Regions from separate parts of the Rattus norvegicus genome. Here region 1 is linked to region 2. Evidence: chromatin contacts called from public Hi-C data. All regions are on one chromosome and are shown on one strand. The core of a region is the stretch at or near the end of the contact, and the rest is flanking DNA. Distances in the headings are between cores, read along the strand shown.

Evidence for each region. Hi-C and Micro-C count contacts between places; a contact is called where the count stands out from the background.
Region 1: a Hi-C map of hepatocytes shows a contact between it and region 2, with 2.2 times the contacts expected there. The contact joins the promoter of Scoc here to the promoter of Dnajb1 in region 2.

Annotation. Positions count from the first base shown.
Region 1 is chr19:41,586,335-41,589,509 of GRCr8, reverse strand. It overlaps Scoc (short coiled-coil protein), which reads right to left and starts at 1,863. Exons shown (of 4, transcript NM_001393861.1): 1 at 1,767-1,863.
Region 2 is chr19:41,429,292-41,432,489 of GRCr8, reverse strand. It overlaps Dnajb1 (DnaJ heat shock protein family (Hsp40) member B1), which reads left to right and starts at 1,349. Exons shown (of 3, transcript NM_001395149.1): 1 at 1,349-1,659; 2 at 2,935-3,198. The coding sequence starts at 1,449. It also overlaps a transcript of Tecr not described here.

The DNA.
Region 1 (3,175 bases), core at 614-3,113, 160 kb before region 2:
AGGCATTATTCTCTGAGATCTCTATGTCAGCGCTTTAAAAGACTTTTCTTTGAAAATCACAAGAAGTCTCACTGCCTGTGTGTATCTAGCTTGTTAGTGAATGAGAACCTTTTATAACTTAAATCCAGAATGCAGAAAGGGTAGAAGAGATAGTAAGGCTTCAGGGATATGACAAATGCTAGTCCAGGTTTAATCTAAATTACCCTCACATGTTCACACTGTACCTTCTAAGACTCCTTCAGAAGACTCACAGTGATTTAAAAATCCTCACTCTCCATTAAGGCTCTGAAATTTGGTCACGTTTAAAAGTCTCAGCCTCAGTATCCTCATCCACAAAATGGAACTATTAACTGCATTTCACGGGTTTGTTCTGAGAATTTAATACATTCAATTATGTGTTTGCGTACTTAGTAAGTATTCAACAGATGTTAATGGACCTTTTCATCACCACTCACTTGTTTGGACCACAGAAGAAACTTTTAAAAAACCCATGTGGCTGAAGGCCTCATATTAGAACTCAGGCCTAATCTGAAAGCAGCTTAATTCACAGCACAGTATGCATCCAGAGTCAAGGGTACAGTCAATATCTAGTCTGTCTTTCTCATCATGGCACCTAGGCTTGCCTTAAACTCTCAGAAATGAGTTTGACATTTCCCTAATATCCATCCAAACTCAACCACCAGACATCTCTGAACCTGCAACTGATGTTTTCCACCTGTCACCCACTCATCAGAAACAGTTTTTAAAAATGGAAAGTCCAATGCACTAGTCATGCACTAAACACTTTACAGACACAGTTTTACCGAAACAGAAAGAAAATGCAATTCACAGATGTGGTACTAATTAGGCCTTATAAAGGCCAGACAGAGGCCTTGTCTCATGTTTCATACCCAAGACATAATTACGGTCCTGGGCTGGAGAGATGGCTCAGCCGTTAAAGGCTAGGCTCACAACCAAAAATATAATTACGGTCCTAACCTGAGTTGGAAAAACTCGACTCCCGTGGCGTTTCCACAAAGTAAACAAATATAAAATTTTATCTGCTTCGAGCTGCATCCACTCCATTGTGATCTGTTTCTATCCGTTCATGTTCTCCTTTGACATTTTGGAGGTTTCAAAACCGATGGAAATCGATTGACGAACTACATCGTCAATAAAGATTTCAAACTTAAGTTTAATCACTGGAGCACAGAGAAACTAGGATTCCTACGCACAGCTTTGAGTCTCAAAAATGAATAACGGTTTGGGGATCTCTGTCCTTACGGCTATTACGACACCAGTCTCTGATGGTGTAACAGAAATCTTGGTTTTCCAGAACCTATGATTCCTCCTTCCAAAACCTTACTCTTCAATATTTGTTCCGCAGGACGCTTGAGAAAAGCTGACAAAGAAACAAACCCAGGTTCTAGCAAAGACGTCCCACCCCAGACAGGCATAGGCCACCACGCCTGTAAACCAATCCTAGCACTCCAGAGGCTGAAGCAGGAGGATTGCGGCGAGCTGGAAGGTAGCTCAGACTGCAGAGCGTCGACTCCCACCACCAGGTCCCATCGCGCCCCGACGCCGTCCCTGTTCGGCAACGTCAGGCTCTTCCCACGGAGCCCAGGGCGTGTGGCCGGGAAGGCGGCTGCGCAGCGCTCGGCGGGGCGTCGGGCCTCGCGGCCCCGCGATCCAGTCAGCCGCCCGGGACCCGTTCCATCCCGCCCCGCCCCTCAGGGACTCGGAGGTCTCCCGGCCGGAGCCCTCGCCGGCCTGGGTCGCCTCACCTTGCGTTTGAGGCGCCGGGAAAAGGCGGGATAGGTAGGACGCCTCAGGCCGCGGCTCTCCGACCAACTGACAGCATCAGCCCCGCCCTTCCCGCCCACGGAGCGTGCGCCGAGCGAGGAGGCGGACTCCCACCAATCCTTACTCGAGATTGCACGCCTGCGCACTTGCTGCTGGACGCCGCGACTAGCCCTTGGCAGAGCACCGGGGTCCACCTTTGCCCTAACAAAAGGGCATTGACGCCCAATCAGGCGTGTTGGGCGTGTCCTAAAAAGGCAGCAACCAATCACGACGCAGAAGAGAAGACGCGCCAAAGAAAGAGGCTCTCGCTGCAGATCTTTTGTCTCGCCGGGATCCTGGAAAGTGAGGTTGGAAGTCACTTCACCTTTAAGAACGGAGTGAGCAGAGCAGTGTCATCGGCTGTCCCTCAATACTAAAAGCCCACCATCCCTATTTCTAAGATTAGAAAACGCACAAAGTGTATACCACTAATGGATGTTCCTCTCCGTACCCCATATTCTAGACAATTTTTTTAACTTACCGTTCACCCGACCACTTCATGATCCCTTAGAGCAACAGTCGCCTGATCTCAGGCGCAGAAAAACCAAGGCTTAATTAAAATTGTGTTTCTTACTCAAGTGTACATGTACAATGGGTTGCCAGATAGTTTTCGCGACACTTTATTATAACCTAACCTTTGAAACAAAAGTATCTTGCTGTTAGTGGTCAGTGACCACAGTATATCCCCACCTGCAAAGCACAGTATATTCCCACTTTCTGAGCTGCAGAGGCGAGCTTACAAATACTTTCTTCCTGGCTTTTCTTTTTTATATAAGATTTTATTTTTAATTGCATGAATATGTGGCGGCGTGTGTGCACGCGTGTGCAAGGTGCCTGAAGATGCTAGAAGAGGGAATCAGATCTCTGGAATTGGGGTTACAGAGGGTTGTGAACCACCTGATAAGGATGCTAAGACCCCCAACATAGCTTCCCGTGCAAGAGCAGTAAGTGCTGTTAACTGCTGAGCCATTTCTACAGCTCCCAGGTGTCTCTTCCCCCACTTAGTAGGACTTGCTAACCGTCACCGTAATCCTTTATAAATAAAGTATCTTCCATTTGGTGTTTGAGACGAATATATTTGGCTCACACTACTACTCGGGTTTGAGGGAAGAATACAATGAATACAAGAAGAGAGGGAAATCCCAGGTAACTCTAAGAGGAGTGCCAACAAAGTAACAGAGAGAATGAATAGGGGCAATAGTCAAAAAACTACGGCATTTTCCAAAGTAGTGAAGAACACACTTTCTTTTCAAATGCGAATGCGCTGGTCATAGAACTGGGCTTTTTTGTTTTGTTTTGTTTTATTTTTTTTTATTGTATGTGTATTTTACTTGTATGTATTTCTCTGAAA
Region 2 (3,198 bases), core at 100-2,599:
TTTGAAGTCAGGCTGGCCTCACATGGGAGTTCCTCCTATAGCAGCATCCTGGCACGGGGATTACAGGAACAAGTCACTGTGCCAGGATAGGCTCTTCATATCTCGGTATCTTTAAAGACACGTTCTCTCCAAGTGACTGGTTCGGGACACCCTCTCTGATAAGCTAATGGGTTTCCTAGCCCCAAATCCATCTTGGGGGAAGGAGGACTCAACTGGTTCAGCTTTCACAGGGTCAGTACGGTCAGGGAAATCAAAACACACACAGCTATACCATCATGGGATGGCTAAGGTTGTTTTTCTCAGGGGTGCCTAAGGCAAGGGTTATCAGACTCTCATGCTGCAGGGCTGCCAGAAAGTGAGTGTCAACAGTTGTCCACTAAACAAGATGATTAATCATCCCTTTCAAGAACACCTCCTTTGTACCTTGTCTGTCTACGGCACTTTCACAAATGCTGGATAATGTCAACTTAACCATAATACAGCGACCATTCCCATTATACAGATGAGCACACTGAGACCAGAATGGCTACTTTACCAGCACAAAGTCACACAGCCAGAAAGTGCTAGGATTACTGTCAGCCTTTCATGCACTGTCTTCCAGGCAATTCCCTGCAAGAACCACCACTGACTCCTCCAGCTTCCAATATCAGAAGCTCTGTCCTCTTCCTCACTCAGCAGTGTCCTTGACCGTATCATCCCAGGCTTACGAAGCCAAAGCAAAAAACATCTATGTCAAAGTATTTGGAAATATTTACGAAGCACCTAGTGGATCTTAAAAAGATTTCACTCTCTGCAAAGGAAGTGACACCAAGAACGCCAAGAAACCAGCTAATTCCAATAGGAATTAGTAGGAAGTAAAATAACCCAGCCCGACTGGGGCAATCCCAAGGCAGACCAGCCTCACCTCGCTTTACAGTAACGGCCTGTACGGGAAGACAAAGGGTTACGGGCAGAAGAGGGCGGGGTGCGTATTTTTATCCCTGGGTTGAAGCAGGAAGACTTGGAGTTACACATCAGGTAGCTACCATAAGTCACGCATCAGAACCGCCCAGCGGCGATCACCTGGGGAAAGGGTGCGGCCATCCGGGAGGGCCGCCTCTGTAGCCCGCCCCCTCGCGTCATCAGGGAGAGCGGGTCGCGATTGGCTGGATCCGCCGCGAAGGCGGGACCTCGGCAGCCGGCGCGCGCGTCCGAGGAAGGCGTTGACCAGGGGAGAGAGAGAAGGGGCGTGGCCCCGCGCGGAAAGCCGTTGGCCGCCGGGTCCCACCCCAGATGAGCTGCGTCACGCAGCGGGCTGCAGCGATTGGCCGGTGTGGGGCGACGCATCGGGAGGGGCGGAAGGTTCTGGAGGGCTGGCGGGATCTGGAAGCTTCCGCCGGACGGGTATATAGAGTCCGGGACGGGGCAGCAGCGGAGCCGGAGGCGGCGACAGCTGGGCGGCGGTGGCCATGGGCAAGGACTACTACCAGACGCTGGGCCTGGCCCGCGGCGCGTCCGACGACGAGATCAAGCGGGCCTACCGCCGCCAGGCGCTGCGCTACCACCCGGACAAGAACAAGGAGCCCGGCGCCGAGGAGAAGTTCAAGGAGATCGCCGAGGCCTACGACGTGCTCAGCGACCCGCGCAAGCGCGAGATTTTCGACCGCTATGGAGAGGAAGGTACGCGTGCGCGCGGCCCGGGTGACCCGCCGTTTGACAGGCGAGGAAACCGAGGCACTCGGGGCCTCTCTGAGGCTTCGGCGGGGGACAGATGGTCCGGGGATCCCGCGGCGGCGCTGCCTCCTCCACCTTCTCTCTAATCGGCGGCCTCAGACGGGAGGAGGAGCTCTGGGTGCGCCGCTAGCACAGAAGCTTCTAGCACGTCTGCCGCAGCCCCTCCCGGCCGGCCGCCTGCACAGCGCCGGAATGCTGCAGACGGGGGCGGGGGGCGGCGGTCGCGATGGGAATGAAAATTGCCCAAGTGTCGATTCCCTTTCCCAGCCGCAAGCTCGGTGCTTACCCAAAGTTGAACCTTTCTGGTACTAGTGCGTAGGAACTTCTTTGTAAGGTGTTACAGCATAGCTGGGAGGATGGAGCAGTCACGTCAACCTGGTGGCACCAACATCTAGAGACCTTTCTACTGAATTGTTGTCACGAAGTTAAACGGGGTGGTTTGTTTCCTGTTCCTGTTGCCATTGGGAGTTAAAGACTTGAGATTCGTCCTTGACTTAAGTGGAAAAGCTTTTAAAAATATACACGTAACTCCTTCCCCTCACCCCCTCCCACACACACACTATAGTTTCTGCTGCTTTTTTACTAAGACCAAAACTTGTTGAGAGCAGTGTACTGGGGCTCACACCTCCACTTGGGAGGCTGAATTAGGAACGTTGTGAATTTGCTGCAAATCTGAGCTACAGGGTAAGCTGTTTCCAAAGGAAGCAGACGTTGTGACAATCCCCCCCACCCCGGGGGTGTCTGAGTCAGAAAGATTGCCTTGAGGCTAATCTAGACTACACAGCAAGTTCTTGTGCTACTTAGAATTGACAGTAATACATGCAAGGGAACAAGATGTTACCATTTACTTGAGACAGGACCTCACTGTTGCTGGAACTTTTATTTTTTAATTTATTTGAGTGTGTACCTCCGTGCATCATCACACGCTTCTAGAGAAGGCATTGAAGTTCCCGGAACTAGAGTTAGACCATGGTCTGCTGCTTTGTGGGTGTTGGAAATTGAACATAGTTCCTTTGCAAGTGCTCTGAGCCATTTCTCCAGCATCTCATGTTAGAGCTCTGGCTTTCTGGAACTTGCAGAGATCAGTCTGCTCCTGTCTTGAGAGCTAGGGTTCCAAGATCTTTGTTTCAAGGGCTTTGTGTTTTATCTGTGTGTAGAAGTGTTGGGATGAAGGGTCCTGACTCTCCTGCAGTAACCCTGAGTTGCCGTTTTGTTTTCCAGGCCTGAAGGGTGGTGGCCCCAGTGGCGGGAGCAGTGGTGGTGCTAATGGTACCTCTTTCAGCTACACATTCCATGGAGACCCTCATGCTATGTTTGCTGAGTTCTTCGGTGGCAGGAATCCCTTTGATACCTTTTTTGGGCAGCGCAACGGGGAAGAAGGCATGGACATCGATGACCCGTTCTCTAGCTTTCCGATGGGTATGGGCGGCTTCACCAATATGAACTTTGGACGTTCCCGCCCTACTCAAGAGCCCACCCGGAAGA